Linked DNA regions of Gossypium hirsutum: region 1 is linked to region 2. Evidence: chromatin contacts called from public Hi-C data. All regions are on one chromosome and are shown on one strand. Each heading gives the region's core, a stretch centred on a gene start, on an enhancer-like site or on the middle of the called end of the contact. The rest is flanking DNA. Distances are from core to core; before and after follow the strand shown.

The links. Hi-C and Micro-C count contacts between places; a contact is called where the count stands out from the background.
Region 1: a Hi-C map of leaf shows a contact between it and region 2, with 2.6 times the contacts expected there. The contact joins the promoter of LOC107954140 here to the promoter of LOC121203243 in region 2. A contact is called at or near these places in 3 of 34 Hi-C or Micro-C datasets (hypocotyl and leaf).

The regions. Positions count from the first base shown.
Region 1 is chrD07:16,078,920-16,085,742 of Gossypium_hirsutum_v2.1, forward strand. LOC107954140 reads left to right here and starts at 4,770. Exons shown (of 6, transcript XM_041097591.1): 1 at 4,770-5,235; 2 at 5,520-5,690; 3 at 6,216-6,469. The coding sequence starts at 6,218.
Region 2 is chrD07:15,802,901-15,809,487 of Gossypium_hirsutum_v2.1, forward strand. LOC121203243 (beta-1,6-galactosyltransferase GALT29A) reads left to right here and starts at 2,135. Exons shown (of 2, transcript XM_041097589.1): 1 at 2,135-2,285; 2 at 2,641-4,318. The coding sequence starts at 2,788. The coding sequence ends at 3,978.

The DNA of each region.
Region 1 (6,823 bases), core at 3,520-6,019, 280 kb after region 2:
AGGGACTGCTTCTCCACATATAGTTCGATTAAAGATGGAGTTGTGATTATAGGAAATAACTCACACTACAAAATAACCAGCATTAGTACCATTCATATTAGGATGCATGAAAGATCAAACATTATCAGATGTCAGACATGTGCCTGATTTAAAGAAGAATCTCGCCTTTTTGGGTATTCTATACTCGAATGGTTGCAAGATCATTGTCAAATGATTTAAAAGTTATATTGTAGAGCTTTTATTTTGATGATATGATATAAAGTTGGCAGCCTATACATTTTGCAAGGTTCAATAGTGTTCGGTTCGATAACAATTACTGAAATAGAGGCGAGATCGTCACCATGTCACGATGAGAACTCTTTTGGCATCACAACGACACGGAAAAATTTACTTTTTACGGATTCTGAATCAACCTAGTTGTGGCATATGCGACTCAGTCATATGAGTGAAAAAGACATGACCGTTTGGAATAAAAAGAGGTCTTCTTACAGGCTTCGGAGTTAGAAAGTTTGATTTCTGTAAGCATTATGTTTATGGGAAGCAGACTCAAATTAGCTTCGATTCAGCTATACATAATACTAAAGGGACCCTTAACTACATTCATTTCGATTTATTAGGTTCGACTCCAGTCATCTTCAATGGAGGTAGTAGATATCTTCTAACTTTTATTAATGACCACTCTAAAAAAGTTTAGGTATATTTCTTGAAACACAAGAATGAAGTCTTAGGGATCTTTAAGCAATAGAAGACCTTACTTGAAAAACAGACTGGGAAGTTTGTAAAGCGGCTAAAAATGGATAACGGTCTCGAGTTCTATTCAAGTGAGTTCAACAATTTTTGCAAATGGAAAGAAATTGATAGACCACACAATTGTAGGTACCTTGCAACAAAACGAAGTTTCCGAACAAATGAACAAAACATTACTTGAGAAAGCTCAATGTATGTTTTCCAATGCAGGCTTAGAAAAGGAGTTTTGGGGCAAAGCAACAAACCTAGCAAGTTATTTAGTGAACTGGTCTTCATATCGAGCTTTGGATGGAAAGGTTCCTGAAGAGATTTGATCAGGTAATCCTTTTAATTACTCTAACTTTAGAGTATTCGATTCTCCTGTTTATCCTCAAGTTAGTCAGGGAAAGCTTGAAAATAAGGGTTATGAAGTGTATTTTCTGGGTTTTGCTACTGGGATAAACGGCTATAAGTTATGGTGCCTAGAAACGAGTAAGATCATCGTCGGTAGAGATGTTACATTTGATGAAACATCGATGATTTTGTCAAAAAGGGGTTCGTATTTTTCTGGTTTTTGCTGTTTAGATAAAAGACTATAAGTTATAGTGCTTAGAAATGAGTAAGGTCATCGTTAGTAGAGATTTTATGTTTGATGAAACATTGATGATTCTATCAAAAAGGGGTTTACTAGGTCAAAACAACATAGAAAAGCCGAGTGTTTCAAGTAAGGTGGAGCCAAAAAAACAAACAGCGACATCACGATGTCGTAAAGATCGACGTCACAACATCACAATGAACAAGGGTAACATCTCGACGAAGAGAATCTTCACATCGCAATATCACATAGAAATCATGAAACGGATGCCTTTTTGAAGCAATAGACGGTTTTTGAAGCCTCTCCATCCCAATCAGAGACCCTTCAAGATTATAAGTCAGCCCAATACAGAAAAAAGCGAGAGATCAAACCATAAAAAAATATTGTGAAGGAAATCTAGTGGCATATGCACTAAGTGTTGCGAAGAGCATTGATTCAGCCTACCCTTCGAAGTATTTAGAGGCAGTTCGGGCTTTTGATTCCAATTAGTGGCTCGTTGCTATGGAAGAGGAGATGGAATCCCTTCAAAAGAACGATACTTCACAACTTGTTAAACCACCCATCCAAAATTAATCGATTAAAAACCATGTTCAATTCTAAGTTTGAGATGAATGATCTTGGTGCAGCTAAGAAAATTTTAGGGATGAAAATTTCGAGAGATAGACACTCTGGGAAGCTGTTTTGTCACAATAGAGATACATAAAGTGGTTTGAATGCAAGATTCTAAACCAATTAGTACTCCCTTAGTTGCACACTTTAGACTTTTGGCTTCAGATTCACCACAAGCCAAAGATGAAGAAATGTACATGTCTTTGGTTCCTTATTCTAATACAGTCGAAAGTCTAATGTATGCAATGGCTTGCACTTGTCCCGATATTTCACATGCTGTTAGTGTAGTAGTAGATACATGACCAAACTCGACAAATTATTCTGACAAGCTATTAAGTGGATACTTAGATATTTGAGGGGGATTTCTAATACTTGTTTAGAATTCGAAAGATGTTTAGTAGGTCTAGTCGGCTATGTGGACTCGAATTATGCTGGAAACCTATACAAAAGAAGGTCTTTCACAAGTTATCTGTTCGCTTACGGTAACTACATAATTAGCTGGAAAGCCACCTTACAGGCCACTGTGGTATTATCAATTACAGAGGTAGAATATGGCTATCACAAAGGCTGTGAAAGAGGCCATTTGGTTGAGAGGTCTATTCAAAGAGCTGGTTAGTAAAAACGACAACTGTTGTATATTGCGATAGTCAAAGTGCCATACATCTCACCAATGATCAGATGCATCATGAAAGAACAAACATATGGATATTCGGTACCACTTTGTTCGAGAGGTGATCATTCAATAAGATGTTTAGATTCACAAAATCGGCACAGAAAACAACCTAACAGACATGATGACAAAAAGCCTTCCGATTTCCAAGTTCAAGCATTACTTAGACTTGGTAAACATTTGACAAAGATCAAGTTAGGCCCTTAACGGGACTTAGCAAAAAAGACGTTTCGAAAATATGAGTTAAGGTGGAGATTTGTGGAGTGTGCCTTGTATTTCGGATGAAATAGAGCCGAAGTCGTTACGAGGAAGAGAGGACGTCCTGACGACACAACACACGACATCCCAACAAAAAGAATTCGTTGTCTCGACGACGCGATGCATGGCGTCCTGACAAGCTGAACACAACATCATGTTGTGGCGAGGTGTTCCCTACGAAACCATGGTTCTTCTCCTAGTTAAACTCTGTTATCTTTTCCTAGTCTAACTTTGATTATTCTAGGAATATTTTAATCATATTTTCACATGAATTTTAGCCTTAAATAGGCCTTTTAGAAACCCTAGATAGTTTTGAATAATAACAACAAAATTAAGAGAGAATTTGTGGGAATTTCGGGAAAACTTTGTAATTTTGGGTTTGAGATTTGTTTGTTTCTCCATATTGTACTCCTCTCCAGTTTTTGTTGTTTTAGTGAAAATTTTTTTACCCGTGGGTTTTTATTCTCTTCGAAGGGGTTTTTCCACGTAAATATTTGTATCCAATTATTTCAAATTTTTATTCGTATTCGTTGCTTAATTCGGATTTAACCCAACACATCTCTACATAAAAATTCTATATAAATGCATTTCATCCTCAATATGAATTTTTATTTAGTAATGTATTATTATATATTTTAATCTAATAATAAAAGTTCTTAAAATAATTAGTTACATTTAAAATAAAAGTAATAAACCTAAAATAAAATCTACAATATTAAATAATATTATATTTGATATAGCGTCAGTGCATGAGTCCCGTGCATTATCAATAAACCATAATTTATCACCTTGTTAATTAACAAAATAAAGAAAATTAGATGATTTAAAAATAAATATTAATAAATTTATTTAAACCTAAATACAATTTTCTTTTCTTCTTAACTCTCCCATGACTTCATTCAAGACCAAACTCTCCTTCACCTTATTTCCTCCCATTCAAAGACAGTAATCTAAAAAGAAAATATGTTGAAATTAACTACAACACATTGAAGTCCAATTGACAGTAGCTGAGTATAAGAATTAATAATTTATAGTTGAAACATGTGAAGTAATTGGCAATATATTTGAAGGAAATTTGTGAAAATTTGAAACAGCAATATTTTGAGACTAACAACAATAGCTTTGGGTGGCAACAAAGCAGTAGCCTAAATCGAAGCCAAAGATTGGAGCTATGGCAACAATAATTGGAGCACTGCATTGACTACCTTTGAAGGAGAGTAATCGATTGAAAATAGAGACGACAACAATTGTAGATGGAAGGAAAAGCTCATCCTCTTCCTGTAATTTTTGAAAATTGAATTATCTTATAATAGTAAAGTGATCCCTAAAAATATTAAAGAAATTAGTGCAGTTGGCTTCTTTCAAATCTAAATCATTATTTTCAAAAAGGTTTCTATCTCCATCAAAATAGCTTCTCTTCATTAAACATTCCATCAAATTAGAAAAAGAAGAAGAAGAAGAAGATAAATAGCAAGTTTCTCATCTTTCAGTAGAGATGGAAGCCGATTGGGTAAGTTCATAACTTCAAAAAATATCTAAAGAAGAAAAGAAAATTGTCATTAATTTTTAATTAGATTTAAATAAATTTAGTAATATTTATTTATAAGTCTTTAAATTTTTTTCATTTTATTAATTAACGACGTGACAAATTGTTATATCAAATATAATTTATTTTAAATTTTATATTTACATATAATTATATTTATATATATCCAAAATCATATTATGATATATCCACTCTTGCATTTTCAAACTTGAAGTTTTTAATACAGCAATTAAATAGAAAGTTCAGTGATTAAAAATATTGCATTCTAAAAAAAATTACGGATTTAAGCTTTAAAGACACATGCTTGAAATGGAAATCGTGTACTTCCAAACATAAATTATAAAACAAACATGAAGCAACAAAAACAAACCAGAATAATCTATCACCCTTATCTTCAACAGTTACTTTGCTCAGGATAAAGTTTCGAATTTTCACCAGATCAACCTTGGCATGGTTAATTTCGGAGAACGTAATGGTAGGGGTAATATCACCTCATTTTTCTAAACAAATTAAAATCATTATTATCCTTATAATCTTTGACTCACTGGTGCACAATCTTACAAAGTTCCAAGCTTGAAACAACAGTCAAAATGATAGATTTGGAGACTAGTAGTTTTAGTATTGTTTTTGTTGGACGCATGGCACGTTTCTTGCAATGATAAATATCATTTGGCACTATCAAAAACAGTAAGAACTTGGGTCCTTTTCAGCAAATGGGATTTTGCTTTCTTATAATTATTTGAAGTCGTGACCGGATCAAGAAGAAGGTCTGAGCTGCATCTGCCAGAGCTCACACCATAGCTAACAGAGCCAAATCCAGTTCATTTCCAGGTTGGGGTTTTTAGTTTCCTTTTATTTCTTCATCTCTTTCTATCTAATTGTTTCTTGGAATTTCTGGATATTATCTATTTATTTCGGATCAACTCTTTGTTTTAGAGTATTTATGAGTAAAATGATATGAATGGTTTCCTATTTGTTAGTTACTGGCTACTTAAGAAACTGCCAATTTTGATTTGGTTGTCATGAACTTGAACTACTGGAAATAAATCTTATTTGAAAGTTGTAATATGAAATATTGCGATATTTATGATTGTGCTTTCTCTTAATTTCTGCAGGTCCTGAACTAATTAGTCATTAGGTTTTTGTAGCTAACTTTCCTACTTTGGCTGCTGCTGTTGCTTCCTTCCTATTCTGCTGTAGTTCTAGTAGTGTTGGCTGAGGGAAGTTTCATTGATCCCCAAAAAGTGGATTGCAAAAGACAGATATTTGTCTGCATTAAGGACATGGTTGCATTATCTAAATTTCACATATACTATTGGATAAAGGCTTGCTTGATTATGTAGGGTTTATAATTTGAAAATCACCCATGTTTTAAGCACATAAGCAATCAGCTTCCCTTTAGATCCCCTTATTCCGTGAATAGCTAGCTGACCCTATTTTTTCCAGAACTTGAAATCAATCCGTCTGTTTGGCTCTGTATGTTGTGGCCTGCTTTCATTCCATCTACTTTTTTCTCAAGAAAAAAACATAGAAACTTAGAAGCACTAAACAATGGCTGAGGATTTCCCCATTATTATTCTGTTAAAGTGATACTGTTGCTTGGTTTTCACTTATGGAGTACAGTTACCTACGAATTCTCGAAGAACCCCAAGAGCCATAAGCACGTTTTGCTTACCATTTTCTCTGTTCATACTCTTTCAACATTCCCTATATTTTCAACTTGCTTTGGATGAATATGAAACCGGGTAAAAATCTTCCTCTTTCTTGAATTATGTGATATGATGGATTTATGGTGTTCTCTCCCTTTGCAGCAATGATTGCCCCTATAGCGGTAGCTTTGACAGTGGGCCTCCTGGGATGGACTTATCGAGCATTAAAGCCGCCCCCTCCAAAGATATGTGGCTCACCCGATGGGCCTCCTGTCACTTCTCCCAGAATTAAGCTCAGTGATGGGAGGCATTTGGCTTACAGGGAAGCTGGAGTTCCCAGGGAAGAGGCTAAGTACAAAATAGTTGTCATTCATGGCTTTGGCAGCTCCAAAGATCTGAATTTACCTGCATCTGAAGTATGAACTTTTGTTTATTTACAATTTTGCATACCTTATCATATTTTGTTCTAAACTTGTTAATGGAGTTTTTACTTTGTTACAAATTCTGAAATTTTACATGGAAGGATGACCGGTAGTTTGCATTATTGCAACAGACTACGCACTACATTTATGAGAACTTCTATCATCTCTAGGGGACATGATCTTTGTTACCTTAAACCGATATCAAGATACAAAATAGGTTTTATGTTTTGTTCTTCTTCTATCATCTCTAGGGGATATGGTCTAGTAATATATTTTTAGAAGTCTTGTGTTGCAAGTGTAAAACTATATATGGTAATACTTGAGAGTTGCTAATTTAGTGAAAGGGTA
Region 2 (6,587 bases), core at 885-3,384:
AATAAGCTCCTTACCACAAAGAAAACAAAACAGATATTGACACTCATACTTAAACTTCGCATATATCTCCCGTTTCACCCCAAAACAATCTTCTTCCTCCTCTTCAATGGAACTCGCACATGAATTTGAAACCGGATATGCATATAACTCGTAACACCTTTAGCTATAGATTTAGAATCATATTCCAATATTTCCCAAATGAAATTACCAAATTGTCTGGTTAAAACTTTTGAAACTAGACCAAACAACAAATCATGGATCTAAAACTACAAAGGTACGGATAATAAAAGAACCAGCTTTAGATCCTCCTCCAGCATCAGCCTATGAGTCACAAGTAGGTAATTGTTAAATATTCAAGGCCCTTCAGACACAACTTGATCAATATCCACTTTATAGTACAACCGAAACAAGAAACACTTTCCCCCTATGTCTGTAATCAATACACCCCCAACAGGTGCCATAGATTAGCCATCATATTGTGCATATATAACTTGAAATTGAACAACACTTGCAGTAAGAAAGGAACCCACCAAACAATACTCAAAGCCCCATTCTCCCCTCAATTCCATCCCCAATTTGCCACGCCTCCTCCTCTTCATCCCCTATAGCAAGCTTAGCCAAATCCTCCTCCATTCCTTAGACACCTTCCAAAATGAGAAACCAAATTTAAATAGAAACAAAAACCCTCAGACCAAATGGAACAAATCAATAGAAAAACCTAAAATGTGCCACAAAGGTAAACATTTACCTTTTTATCTTTAATTTTTAAAAATTCTAATTTCTAACTTATTTTAAATAAAATCAAATTATAAAATTTTTATAGGATAATATAACGTTAAAACAAATAAAATAGAATATAACTAATTAAAAATATTCTCCATCAAATCATAAGTAACTCTTATCTAATTAAATTTTATAGTTTTTCTTATAAAAATTAATTTTTGTTTATTTTGGATTATCAAAAATAAATTATGCAGCTCATTTATTTTTTTTCAATAATTGATCTGGGCTTTTTAAGTTTATGAGGTTGTTGAAGGGTTTGATTAATCATTGACAAGACCTTGAATGATCATTAGTAATTGGGTGCAATAAAAATTGATTGGTCTTTTTGCCTTTTTATCTAAGGATTAAAATGGTTTAAACAAATGGAGTAATATATAATTTAATATAGTGTGAGTTAATAAAATTGATTATTTATATTTGTTTTTATCAAATTTTAAAGAAGTTCAACATTCTTTTCATCATGTATAATTTTACTATATCACATCCAAACTCTTTTTCTTTGAACACTTTTAAAATCAATCTTACTGTATTATCATAAAAGGAAAAACTTCTTTTATAACATAATAATTGTATACCTTTTTTTTCTTCAACTTTTTGCAGTGTTTATGTTAATTTATCTCATATTTAAAATCAAATAAAAATTTAATATCTAATATTTATAATTAAGCATTTTATCTTTAACCGGATCACTAACTTAATTATGAAATTATAGAATAATCCATTCTTTTAAATTGCAATATATCTTTTCATACTTTTATAATATCTTTCAGTAAAAGATTAAAATACAAGTTTACTACCAATCTACCTATATTTATTATTAAATAAAATTTAAAACTTTTATCTTTTCATACTTTTAAATCATCTAATTTCAAACAAGTAGAGGTAAATTAGCATTCCGCTTATATATTTTAAAATATTGGAATGTTTATGACATCATCAATACATCATAAATTGTTTTTGATAAAAATCTAAGGTATCATATTTTAAGAAACGGTAGTTAGAGTAAATAGATTAGAAACAAAATTAGAGGAGTAAATGGAAAAAAAGAAAGAAACAGATGTTGGAATTTAATAAGTAGTGAAGTTGTTCCATTCCCATCCCTTTCAACCAAATATTTTTAATCCAACTTATCCAATTAATTCTTAATACTACTAATCAATTGCCATTTACTAAAGGTCGAATTTTGTGATTTTTATATTAGTAGATAGATTAAATCATGATTTAAGAATTTATCTTAAAAGAAATTCCATTTATTTACAAAAGTTTACTATAATTTTGTTTAAAGAAAGATGAGTTACCTCCGTACTAATAGTAACAATTTCTAACATTACCTCGCGCTACCAATGGCAATGATGCTGCAAATCACATGCATTTAAATATGTACCCAAAACCACATGGATTTTAAAGGGGCAAAGAAGAAGAGGAATAGAAGACTGTTCCTCACTCCACTCCTTTTGCTTTTTCCTCATCCTCAACCCTTTCTTTTAGGGTTTGCATTGCAGGTTCCTTTCGATTTCCCCCCTTTTTCTTTTTCTTTTTTGCAGTGTCTGCTTTTAGTTTTAGGCTTTTGGTTGGTTCAGTGCTTAATTCTTGTTCTTAAGATCATGTTCAACAAGAAACCATAACATTTTTGACTATTCGAACAATACCATTCCTATCATTAACTTTCACCTGCAATTTCATGCTACTCTTTCTTGCCGTATTTCTCCCTCCAAGATTTCATCTTCGTCTCTTTCTTTTCCGGGTTTTCCTCAAAATAGGAAAAATATTTGTCCTTGGGTGAAATACATTTGATCTTCTTCCCCCCCCCCATTTTTTGTTTCTTACAAATCCCTGATTGTTTCTATTTATGATTAGGCACCCATCTTTGTGGATGTCAAAATCTACTGCACCTGAGAGATGGATCTGAACCTAATACAGATAAATTCAAGATCCGTATTTTTTAACCCTTTTGGCCATATCTAGCAAACCCAATTTTACGGTTCAAGCAATTGTATTGCTCCCATGAAGAGGTCGTTTCGACCTTTGATAAGCATTTTAATGCTTGTTGCATTAGCTGCAACATTAAGCTGTCGGATTGCCATCCGCGGGGGCAGCGGTGGTGGATTTGCTGTTTCAGCTGAATTGGAGACCACCAGGTCCAGGGTCCTAATCCAACCCCCACCAATCCAAAATTTTAACTCAACTTTGCTCAAGTTTGCTGCGGTTGATACAGGTGAAGCAAAATCCAAGCTTGAAATAGAGCAGCTGCTGGAAGGGAGCTTTGCGGGTCAAGGAAGGTATAGGACTTTTGCAACATGGAGGAGGTTCAATCATCATGATGTCAAAGCTAGGAATTCTAATGGGATGCCGGTAATGCTCAGGTCCCCTAAATTTTATCGGTATTGGTTAGATTTTAGGAGGAACTTACAGCATTGGGCTAGAAAAAGAATGTTCCAACCTGATATTATGATGGATTTAGTTACACTAGTAAAGGTTCCTATTGATAGCCATAATGGTTTAATAAGTTCGGATAACAAGTATAAATCTTGTGCTGTTGTGGGGAATAGTGGGATTTTACTGAATACTGATCATGGGAAGTTCATTGATGGTCATGAGGCCGTGATTAGATTGAACAATGCTAGGACTGAGAGGTTCGAAAAGAATGTGGGGTCGAAAACCAGTATTTCGTTTGTAAATAGCAATATACTGCATCTTTGTGCTAGGAGGGATGGATGTTTTTGTCACCCTTATGGAGGGAATGTTCCTATGGTTATGTATATCTGCCAACCGGTTCATTTCATGGACTATTTGGTATGCAATTCGTCTCACAAGGCACCTTTGTTGATTACAGATCCGCGTTTTGATATGTTGTGTGCTAGGATTGTGAAGTACTATTCAGCGAAACGGTTTGTGGAGGAGACAGGGAAGGCATTGAGTGAATGGGGGTCTACTCATGATGGTTCCATGTTCCACTATTCCTCTGGTATGCAGGCTGTTATGTTAGCCTTGGGAATTTGTGACAAAGTTAGTATATTTGGCTTTGGCAAATCGACTTTGGCGAAGCACCATTATCATACTAACCAGAAGGCTGAGCTCCGGTTACATGATTATGAGGCGGAATATGCATTTTATCATGATCTGGTGAAGAATCCACGGGCAATACCATTCATTTCGGACAAATTCAGGTTCCCTCCTGTGGTATTCTATCAATGATTTGGGCTGGTTGGTTTCTTTTTTAATTTTATTTTGTCCTTGTTTTGTTGGTCAAGACTAAATCAGTGTGTTCCATGGTGTATCAGTAATTCTGTAGTGGATAGTCAAAAGAAAACACAAATGCTGAAGATCTGTGTTTCATATTCTGGACCTGCACTGTCGAAGATGGTTTAGGGTAATAGGAAATGTAAAATTGGAAACTAAGAATATGAAGTAAGATATGGTGGATTCTTCATATGCTTTTTGTTGAGCTTTTGAGATGTTGTTCTTTCTGGTGCAATGTTTGGGGATTCAAGACTAAGTCCCTTTAAGGTATTGTAAGCCTCTAGAAATTCAAACTCATTCATCTAGCTTATAGATCAATTAGTATTTGTTTTGCTGTGTGTATTCGGATTTGGGTTCTGAATTAGTGGGTTGGGTCCTCTTTAGACAAATGGGTCCAACAAGGGCTGGCTTAGACACCTTCATTAATTGTGTACTAGAATTTGATTACATGCATATCATGAATAACGTGGTCATACATTATTCTACTAAAATTGGAATATGATTGTTATGATTTTTGCTAATTTTTGGCATGTCATAATGATACTAGAATTTCGAGTTAATATATGCATTTGGCATTTAATCTTGTTTACATGCGGCTCCAAGATGAGCAAAATTTTTGTACCTAGCAATAATTATAGAGATCATTTTGTTGCTTTTGTATTTAATTATAAAATTCTTTTTTTTTAACTATTATTCATAATTTTATCATTTTAGGATTTTATTATTATTATATATATTTATCATTTTAGAGAGAGAACTCCTCTCTATAAAAGTTAAGAAGTCGACATCTACTTGGGGGACAACACTTTTGGAATTTTTTTTACGGTAAATTACATCACAGCTCATCTAACTATGAACTCGTCTTTTTTGGACAATCAACTATTAATTATTTTAAATTAGTTATCCGACTAATTGAGATTATTATTATTTTTGTCAATTTTCGTTAAGTGCCATTAAGTGTCTAATGATGAGAGGGTGATGTGGTAGTTAAAAAATTGGTACAACAACAAATTTAACCTTTAATATTTATATATTATATCGATTTAGTTATAATTTTTTTAAAAAATAACCCTCAAAATTTACAAATGATCTCAATTTAATCTTATTTCTAAAAAGCTCAAAGAAATATGTAAAAATATATATAATAAAAATTTAAATTTATTATATATATTTGACAACAAATCCCGATCTCATCTCATTTGCAAAATTTCCCAATCTCTCGAACACCTCTAGTCACTTTATAACATTTTCTAATTGGTTTTAAATTGTTTCTAAAGCCCCAAATTATATAAAACTTGATTCAGTAAATTTGAAAAAAAAATGTTTTAAGTTTTAAAAATTATTGAATCAAGTTTTATATAATTACTAAATGGACTCATCAAGTATATGGTTCAGTGAGACGGGAGAGGGATACTACAAAAGCTCTTAATAAAATTTTGGTAAATCCTATTGGTGGTTGACATGGGAGAGAGAGAAAATTTTATTTTTAAATTTTAAAAAATATAAAAGTTTAATATAAAATATTTATATTTAGATATTATTATTTTAAATTTTTACTACATATAATTGTTTTATTTTGTAATGTATATAAAAATAAAATATTATTAATTTTGTCTTTTTACATTTATTCCTTATTTATTTTTAAATCATATTCCAATAAACCAAACAATACAATAACATTCATTGTTCATTCCATTCAATCTAACCAAACAATGTAATTCCTATTAATTCTCTATTCCATTTCCACTGAATAACTATTTCATTCTACTTTATTCCATAACCAACTCGATTAGGAAAATTACAAAAATATCTTTATATTTAAAATAAGTTATATTATTCGAGGGTATTTTAATTTTTTTATTAAATAAAAAAATAAAAAAAATTGCATATTGGGGATTTGAATCCATACCATTTACATTGATAAAATCTTAATTTTACTACTCAACTAAAGTTTATTTTAATATATTTTACACATTTTAATTTTATTATTCATCATAAATTGTATATATTGATAATGTTGTTGATTGAGTTGGTGTCACAAGTTAACTTGAAATTAACTCAATATTGATGACAATATTATCATAAATAATTGTAGTGCATTTAGTATTCTTAATATAATTTATTTATGTGTTTAAATTTTATTTTACTCATAATTTAATCTATTTTTTCATCTTAACATTGTACATATTTTATGTATTATTAATAATTAGTACTGATAATGTTGTTGATTGAATTGGTGTAGACACCAACTCAAGATTGATAACAACACCATGATAAACAATTGTAATGCACTTAGATAGTATTTAGAATGCCACCTAGTAATTATTTGTAATTACATAAGTGTGATATGTTTGGGCAATCAATTGTAATTGATGAATCCCACTGAATTGGGTGTAGTTGGAGAACCTTAATTACAATTTCCAATGCTTAGGGAGGGAGTGAGAATTAGAGTAATTGTGCAAATAATTACACTCAAATTCAATTTTAAAAAATTATTTTTAAACAAGTTATAAAAATTATATTATAAATATGAACACGTATGAGTCTTTTGGATGATTATGACC